Regions from separate parts of the Mus musculus genome. Here region 2 is linked to region 1. Evidence: chromatin contacts called from public Hi-C data. All regions are on one chromosome and are shown on one strand. The core of a region is the stretch at or near the end of the contact, and the rest is flanking DNA. Distances in the headings are between cores, read along the strand shown. Region 1 overlaps Ttc7b (tetratricopeptide repeat domain 7B). Region 2 overlaps Ttc7b (tetratricopeptide repeat domain 7B).

Region 1 (4,332 bases), core at 1,242-3,741:
TTCTGGGTACCCACATTGGGAAGGCAGCTAAAAGTGCCTTTGCGGTAGGTGGTTAATTCCTGCTTGCTACTTACTAATAATTATAGCTTTCACTTTGGCACCTCGCACAGCCGAAACCAGCAGCTATTCTTAGATGTGCAAGATCAGATTTTCTGATTTCTGCTGGGAATTTGAAGCTGTGATACTGTCACAATTTCCTTAGCCTTGACCCCTTCCCCTCCTCAGCTTCTCTCAGCCACCATGAGGTTCATCAGCGGAATCTAGAGGCAACTGTGGTTGGCCACCATGAGGAAATAAAGACAGTTGCTAGACACGTGGCATATGGGCCAATACACAGGGGTGTACTAGACACAGAGTTCTGGGGATCAGCCCTGCCCTTCATCACCAGCCTCTTCATCTGTGGGGTCTGAGTGAATGCTCTTTACCTTTGGTATAGCTGGCACTTTCCAAGCACAAGGTGTGGTTCAGACACTGTGCCAATAGCTCGGTGACTTGCTTAGTCCCCGTCCTAACTGAGGTAGAGCTGCCAGGTCACTCATCTCAGGCTGCAAGACTCATGTGCCACCAGGAGGCCTAAATTCAGAACCAGCCGTGCAGCCCACAGCTCTGCCTTCCGTCGTTCTCTGTAATGTTGTCGAGTGTCTGGTTGTGTGCCAGGCTCCGCAGCACAGTGGTCACGGAGACAGATACTCAGTCCCTGCCTTCCTAGGGTCTGCAGATGCAGAAGCCTGGGACGTCCATGTGCCAAGTACTAGGAACAAACAGTGCAGCTCCTGTAACCCTTGGGAACAAAAAGTCTTGCCAAAGCAAGAAGCAGGAAGCAATCGAAGTTTGGTCAGCACCGGAGAGGAACAATGGAAGAGGTGCAGTACCACCCAGCACAGCACAACTTGAAAGAGTCCTGCAGGCAGCAGAAGCTCTGAGAGGGGAAAGACAGTGCAGTTCTAGGACCCAAGGGGAGGCAGCAAGTCCTGTGGCCAGGGTCAGGTCATCCACGTTAGGCTGTTTCAGGCAGCCATGTTAGAATCTTTGAACTCTAAATCCTAGAGTCCCCAAGAAGCTATTCAAGTGGGAAAGGTCTGAATGGGACTTTAAAAGCTCTCTCCAAGTAAGTGTGGGATGACAGAAGGCAGCAAAAGGTGGGGACCTCAGAGGAGAGTTGAGAGTGTGTGTTTGCTGTTTATCTCACTGTTGAAATAAAAGCAAATCCATGCCTGTCTGGACTGCAAAGTCGGGTCAGAACCAGTCTGAGGAGTTAGTAAGCCCCCAAATCAAACGTAAGATAAGGACTGGGGGAGCAGCTCCATGACAGAGTATGTACAGCTCTGATTGCCAGCACACACTTGTAGCTCCATGATAGAGTATGTACAGCTCTGATTGCTACCACACACACATGTAGCTCCATGGTAGAGTATATATAGCTCTGATTGCCAGTATACACATGTAGCTCCATGGTAGAGTATGTACAGCTCTGATTGCCAGCACACACATGTAGCTCCATGGTAGAGTATGTACAGCTCTGATTTGCCACCACACACATAATTCTGACTCCTAACTCTTGCAGGTAGGACACAGGCAAGTTAGTTCTCATCCCACTGAGCAAAATAAGGAAATTGGAACATTCACACTAGATCACATAGTGAGCTGCTCAGTATGCAACAAACACTAATCACTAGGGAAATCGGAGTATATGTCTGTATGAGAGAGGGATATGTCTATGTGTGCTACATGCATGTGTGCATTGGTGTTTGGAAACCAGAGGGTTCTAGGTGGCTTTTCTGTGGCTGTCAGTTCTGTTTTCTTGAGACGGAGTCTTATTGAACCTGGAATCTGCCATTTTGGGTTATGCTGGCAAGCTAGCAAGCCCCAATGGTCTTCTTGTCTCTATCACGTCACAGAGCTGGGGTTATGGACACCTGGCTTTTTAGATAGGTCAGAGGATCTGAACTCGGTTCCTCAGCTTATTCAGCAAGGTTACCTACTGAACATCGCCCCAGGCCCGCCCAGGAAAAAACTCTTCTGCTGAAGGCTGTGTGGCATAAAGACAAGTTATCCAATGCATCTGCAGGGAAGGAGTTGCTGGGGGCCCAGACAAGATCAGTCCACTAAGGAGGGGTAGACTAAAACCATCCACCCAGGATGCAGGCAGAGTGAGTGACAGGAACTGCAGGCAAGAGAGTGCACCTTCCCTGCAAGAAAAGTCCCTGTGGATCAGTCGGCACAGGGGATCTGAGGAGGTGGATAGGATAAGAAGGCTGGGTGTGAAAAATGGCTGGCAAAGATGCTAATGACAATTCAGATAACCCATTAAAAACCAGTCAGCACCCAAACACAAGAATTGTGTGTAAGTAGACCGGGGGGGGGGGGGGGGGGGGCAGGGCTCAGCCCAGCATAGAGCGCCAAGAACACAGCTTGTCAGTGTGGTGGCAGTGCTCTGCCTGGCAGGCTTTTGGCTCCTCCCATTAATGAGTCAAGGACTCTAAGACTCCACCCAAGAAAATTCCTGAGTCAGAACCACTGGGTCATGGCCTAGAAGGACTGAGGTGTCTCACTCTCCCACTGAGCCACTGGGAAGGAATGACTCTTGACAGTCTGGCACAACCAGGCACAGACCCAGAGACAAGGAGAAGCTGTGTGGCTAAGGCCCTGGCAAAGACATTTGGCTAAGCCATCAATGAGAGCAGGCATAGGTGTGCTCAGCTTGGGGACTGTAAGGCCCATCATTGGGTCTGTCCCAGAAATGTTCAGAGAAAGCCAATACTACAACAGACTCCCCACCTCTTCTCACTGCCAACCCTCACAGACAGAGCAAAGCAACTGGAGAAATGGAGGCTGGGGAGGATGGGGGCCTTCCTGGGCCCTGAAGGCTTGGAAGGGTGACAGGAAACCACTCCAGTGCTTGCCTCTTCTTAAATTTTGTATGAAAGAGAATGTTCCAGGGAACACAGCAGGCACTTCTGTACCCCAAACCCCCTGTGTGCATCCTGCTAGGACATCCTGCCCTGTATGGTGTCTCTCCAGGTCTGGGGTAAAAGAAAAGGGTGAGAGGGGTCTGTGTGCCTGTTGGCTTGTCCCAAGTGACAGAGACTAGCCAGTGCTGTGCTCTCTCACCCAATCCTCCTGCCACATACAGGTGACTTGAAAGATAGATCTGCCAGCAGCTAAACCAAGTTCAGTTCTCAGAATGTCTCTAGCAGACTGCTCCTTGGAGTTTCATAATGAATACCCCTTCTGGATGTACTAAGCCCCCAGAAAGCCCCTTTGGCATCCTTTAGCCTCTGAAGAGCAAGCTCCAGAGGGCAGAGCCCTTTTCAGTGCTTGGCTGTGTGCCTCTGGTCCACTTGTCCCTCAGCTCATTTCAACCCTTTCTCTGTGATGAGCAGAGCTAAGGGTAGTGTCTGTCCTCATGCTGAAGGGCTTTAAGTAGACCCTGGGACGACTGACTGTCCTCAGAGATTGGGGCAAAGCCCAGGCAGCCCTCATTGCTTTCAGTTTGGTAGTGACATATGCCTGCCCTTCAAGGACCAAAGCACAAATGACCTGTGCACAAGTGGTCACAAAAGACTGTTGGCCTATGGCCATGTCCAGGGTAGTAGGGGACAGCTGGCTCTGAGCTGTGCCAAACTCCCATAGGGGAATATGAAAGTCCCAAAGCTGAGTACCAACCGCTCACAGGGTCTCTGAGGGCAGTGATCCAGGACAGCATCTGTTTTCTGCTCTGCTCCCACAGCTGAGGTCTACATTGGCATTGGAAAGCCTGCGGAAGCTACAGCCTGTACCCAAGAAGCTGCCAACCTCTTCCCAATGTCCCATAATGTCCTCTACATGCGGGGCCAGGTTGCTGAGCTTCGAGGACACTTCGATGAGGCCCGGCGGTGGTACGAAGAAGCCTTATCCATCAGCCCTACTCATGTGAAGAGCATGCAGCGACTGGTGAGTCTGAGACCCAGGCCAGGGTTCCCATTTCTTGGATTGCAGCTCTCCTCGGACGCAGCAGGTAGCCTACGACCCTCATACCCACTGGTTCCCAAGGCCAAGTTAGCCGGTTGAAACATAACATGGCACAAAGCCAACAGGCAGATCCTGTGACACCCTGGGAGGTGACAGTGCATAGCCAACTGTCTTACCTAAGGTACTATTAGGTGCAATGGGTCAATTAAGTCAGCAATCAGTATCACCCTGTGGTTGGTCACCATCATTGTCACCTGGACATCTGCACTGCTTGCAGTAACCACCCTAAGGGAATATCCATACCAAATACTCCTGAGGGAGCCGGAGACTCGGGTTTGCCTCCAAGGTACTGGCCAGTAGACTGCACCCCGTTATAGGAAG
Region 2 (4,332 bases), core at 611-3,110, 67 kb before region 1:
AGGTCTCCAGTGCAGTTTAGGATTCGCCTCCACAAGTTCACACAGAGGCCTCTTAGGGCCTTTACACGGGGGTGACAGCCCCACCACACAACAGCTCCTTCATGACCCCCTCAATCTTGCATCTTTTGCACCTTCAAAACCAGTGTCATGTGATCACCATTTCCCACTTCTGCTGTAGGTTCAAGATGTCTCTGATGGATAAGGTTTTGCCCTCAGAATACTTTTCCTAGTATCCCAGTGCAGTGAAGGAACTTTCTCTGTGATGGTACTGAGCTCTTTAGCAGTTATATCACCAGTCTGAATACCATACTGCCTTGAATGTTTCTCTGCCCAACAAATCAGTCCATTAGCATTAAGCTCAACCTCAGGTTCTCAGGACATGGTCAGCTTGAAGTTAGATACTTAGCCAAAGTACTCTACTAACGGCTCCCAGTCTGGTTCCCAGTAAGTGCATGTTATCCTCTGAATTCTCATGATCTAGGCCTCCATTGTCTGAATTTCTCTCAACATTTTCCTCTTTCCATGCTTTTAACAGAATGGTCCAATAAGCTTTGCTTCCAGCATGTAATTGCTTTGTACCCTAGTGTATCAAAAGCTGCTGCTCTCTAGCCACAAAACTATTCAGAAGTCTAAAGCCCATATGCATGGTCAAGTTTTTCACAACAAAGTACTTTCAATAGTAATTCTTGTTTTAGGTTGGTTGGTTGGATTTTCTGTTTTTGTGATAAAATATCCCAGCAAAAGCAATTCAAGGGAGAAAAGATTTGCATGACTTATAATATAATTACAGGTTCCAGTCCATCAACCAGGGAAGCCACAACAGCAGGAGCCTGAGAGAACTGGTCACATCATACCCACAGGGAATATCAGAGTGCAGTGCAGTGATGTGTGCAATGCTCCTACTCAGCTCTTTTCTCTAATACAGCCCATGACCTGAGAGCTTAGGGAATGATGCCGCCTGGGTGGGTCTTCCCGCCTCAGTTAACAGTCAAGGCAACCCCTCACAGACAGTCTCAGAGGACCTTCTGGGTCTTCCCACCTCAGTTAACACAGTCAAGTCAACCCCTCACTGATAGTCTCAGAGGCCCTTCTTTCAGGTGAATTTGGGTCGTATCAAGTTGACAGTTAGTTGACAGACATCACAAAGGCTATGTGTGGAAATTACATAAGCCAACACTTTTTGTTGAAGAGATTATTCTGTTCCTTGTTGAATAGACTCACCACTCTTGCAAAAGCCAGACTGGCTGAGTCTGTGGTCTTTATTTTATTCCACAGGTCTATACGCAAATAAGCATCAAGTTAGCCTGGGTCCTCAAGCTGCGGTTTAATCCCCTTGGCTTCAGTGCTGTCGGACACTGCAATCTCTAGAGTCTTTAGAGTGTGCTGCAGTCCTTATGGCCCTTTCTTTTCTTTCTGTAGCTCTCCTAGAGAGAGTGGATAGAGCGGCCCCCGACTCTCTATACTTGTTCCTCACCTAAGCATTTGCTGCACATTTACTTTGTATACAGTATACAGCCACTGTCCTCGTGCCACCAGAGTGCCACCTCTGGCTCCTCACTTCCCTCTGCAGCCCTTGCATCCATACGCAAGGTGAAGCCCCAACTACAGTCTAAGGGTTAGAACCTGGTGTCTCAAGCCAGGTCAGAGAGCTAATACAAAAATCCAAAGAGGGAAAGCAGCTGAGAGGGAGGAGGTAGAGGAAAGGAACCGAGTTTAGTGCTTTCTGTAAGGCCAACAAAGAACAACTGCATTGGCAACACAGCAGAGAGTATTGGATTCGAGTTGCAACCAGGGCTCCTATACTCTTCACACTTAGTCAAGCTGACTCATAGAGTTAAGAAGGTTGACTGCCAGAAAATGACACGTGGGACCATTGAAAATAACCCACTTTCAGCCAGACGTGGGGGTCCATGAGTCCCAGTGCACAGGAACCAGAGATAAGCAGATCTCTGAGTTTGAGACCAGCCTGATCTACAGAGCTAGTTCCAGGAAAGCCAGGGCTATACAGAGAAACCCTGTCTCCAGAAAACACCCTTTACCCCACCTTACACACACACACACCCAAAAAAAATAAAGAAAAAAAAACCTCATTTTTTATTCTCACTGTGGCCAGAAGAAATAATGTCTTTTAAGTTAAGCTTTTTCCAAAGCAATAAAACTTGGCGATCCTCTGCCTGGAAGTAGCCTTGCTGTTTGAAAGCAAAAAGAGGAATGGGGAGGGGTGGGGCAAGGATACAGAGGATACTGTATTTTATTTCTAAAATAAAGAGGCGGAAGCTTGAGCAAGCTTTGACATTGTGTTTTCCCACAGATGGGGAGGGAGGCTTGTTTGTTGTCTGAGCCCTGAGAGCATGACTGTTGGACGCTTTTTCCTGGACCCACTCTTCTCTGAAGCAGATTGCTCAAGCTCCAATTTAATCTGTACTTTCAGTTTTAATTAAATTAGAAATAATAGCATCATGAGACCTAGATTCTGATTTCAGCCTGACACTGTGTGACCCTAGGCAGATCTTGTTGGCTTTCTGAATCTTCATCCTCATATTTGTAAAGTAAGAACAGAGTCAGGTTGCCTTGGTCACCACACACCCTATGATTAGGGTCTTCTGTGTATACAAAACAATGGTCCCAAATGGCTAAATAGGTTAGTAAATTTTCATTGCTAAAAGAATCAACATGTTACTCATCTACCTTGTTAATTTTTAATGTGTTAGTACACAACTATTAAAAATTATATTAATCACATTTAATAATATACTCAATAAATAATTCAAGAAAGGCAGTTTTCCTAGGAAGGGCCCTGAGGTCTCTGCAGTGAAAACTAAAGGAAGGAGTCCAGGCTGGTACCGTTCTCCTAGCAGGGTGGCTTCAGCTTTGGGCATCAAGCCAAGTGTACAAGGTACCTGATTATTTATTTCTGCCCTTTCTCCCCATGGGTTTTGGATGCTGAGTCTTGTTCTTGAGTTCCCAGAATAGGCCCTGGCTTCTCCCTGCCTGCGGTATTGTGCAGCTGTCACTGCCACACACACAGTTGGTGTGATCGAGCTTTACGTACAAGGAAGGTAATTGCTAAATCCCTTTCTCATGCCAGAGGAGCAGCCTGTTCCCGGAACCCTTCAACTATGGCTTCCCATGAAAAGCCAAAGTAAGAGAAAGGTGAAGCCCTTATTCCAGCAGGAAGTAAGTTTGCAAATGACATACTGACTGTTCCCCATATGATGAAGCCTTTAGCCTCCAAGGGATGCACTGCTACATATCCACAGCATCTGGCAAGTGTCGCCTGGGCTTTAGAGGGTGTCAGAATGCCTGTACTTCCTGGAAAGTTGGCATCCTGCTGCTAAGTTCATCTTCACTTCTAGTGACGGAGATGATTCAGAGGTGTCCACAATGCTCTAGCTCTCTGAGCCACATCCCTCTCACCTCCAACCCCAGGCTCATCCTCCTTCTTCTGACACCACAAGTAAGCAGGGGACAGAGTTCCACTCAGGCTCCTGGCAGTCTCCCAGGCCCAGGAACTCTCTCCTACTTCCAATCAGAACCCACAGATCTGCTGCGACGTCGTGTCACAAGAGCAGCCGCAGCAGCTGTCACCATTGCAGTGCTTGCTCTGCCAGACACTGTGGGTGCACTGTCCACGGCCGGCTTCTGCCCCACTGATAGCTCTGTGGTTGGAGGGTGAAGGGTGTTGATTAGCCTGGGCCATCTGTCCTCAGAGCTCGTGTTTTCTCTCCCGCCATGCTGGGTCTGTGGGCTCCAACAACTTTTTCAGCTATGTCCCTTCCTCCCACTTCTGTGCCCTTGTACCTGCTGCCTTCTGAGAAGTCTCTTGTCATCGGGACTTCTCTTCCACTAGGAATGCTGTTGAATTATGAGTGTTCTTTATTGTATCTCATTAGCATACGTCCTCACCAACCTCCTTACACACATTAAAACTGACCATTTTTTAAGTTATTTATTTATTTATTATATATAAGTACACTGTAGCTGTCTTCAGACACTCCAGAAGAGGGCATCAGATTTCGTTATGGATGGTTGTGAGCCACCATGTGGTTGCTGGGATTTGAACTCTGGACCTTCGGAAGAGCAGTAGGCGCTCTTAACCACTGAGCCATCTCGCCAGCCCCAAAAACTGACCATTTTTACTGTGTCACATACAGATGTTTGCAGTTTCTTAAAAGGGTTCATCAAACAAGTGGGGTGAGCACCCACCCCGGCTAAGAAGATTGTGGGTATCAAGTCTCCAGACACAACACAAGTCTCTTCTTGTAATGGAGCTTTGGGCAACCTGAGTTCTTAGAGGTGTGTTTCTGGATATTTCTGAAAACATAAGGGAGG

Evidence for each region. Hi-C and Micro-C count contacts between places; a contact is called where the count stands out from the background.
Region 2: a contact with region 1 is called in a Hi-C map of muscle stem cells, with 1.8 times the contacts expected there. The contact joins two enhancer-like sites. A contact is called at or near these places in 1 of 15 datasets of contacts at CTCF or cohesin (the NIH/3T3 cell line), 3 of 484 Hi-C or Micro-C datasets (the 4T1 cell line, muscle stem cells and nephron progenitors) and 3 of 9 other capture datasets (adipose tissue, liver and pancreatic islet).

The regions. Positions count from the first base shown.
Region 1 is chr12:100,325,145-100,329,476 of GRCm38.p6, reverse strand. Ttc7b (tetratricopeptide repeat domain 7B) reads left to right here. Exons shown (of 20, transcript NM_001033213.1): 19 at 3,731-3,933. Among named protein-coding and RNA genes, the nearest start is that of Gm51958, 22 kb to the left of the region's middle. Within about 2 kb of position 2,491, at least 72 of the 459 cell types and tissues checked have an H3K27ac peak or open chromatin away from gene starts, as enhancers often do. A contact at or near this core is called in muscle stem cells, where this site is marked.
Region 2 is chr12:100,391,314-100,395,645 of GRCm38.p6, reverse strand. All of the region lies in intron 9 of Ttc7b (tetratricopeptide repeat domain 7B), which reads left to right. Among named protein-coding and RNA genes, the nearest start is that of Gm51958, 44 kb to the right of the region's middle. Within about 2 kb of position 1,860, at least 23 of the 459 cell types and tissues checked have an H3K27ac peak or open chromatin away from gene starts, as enhancers often do. A contact at or near this core is called in muscle stem cells, where this site is marked.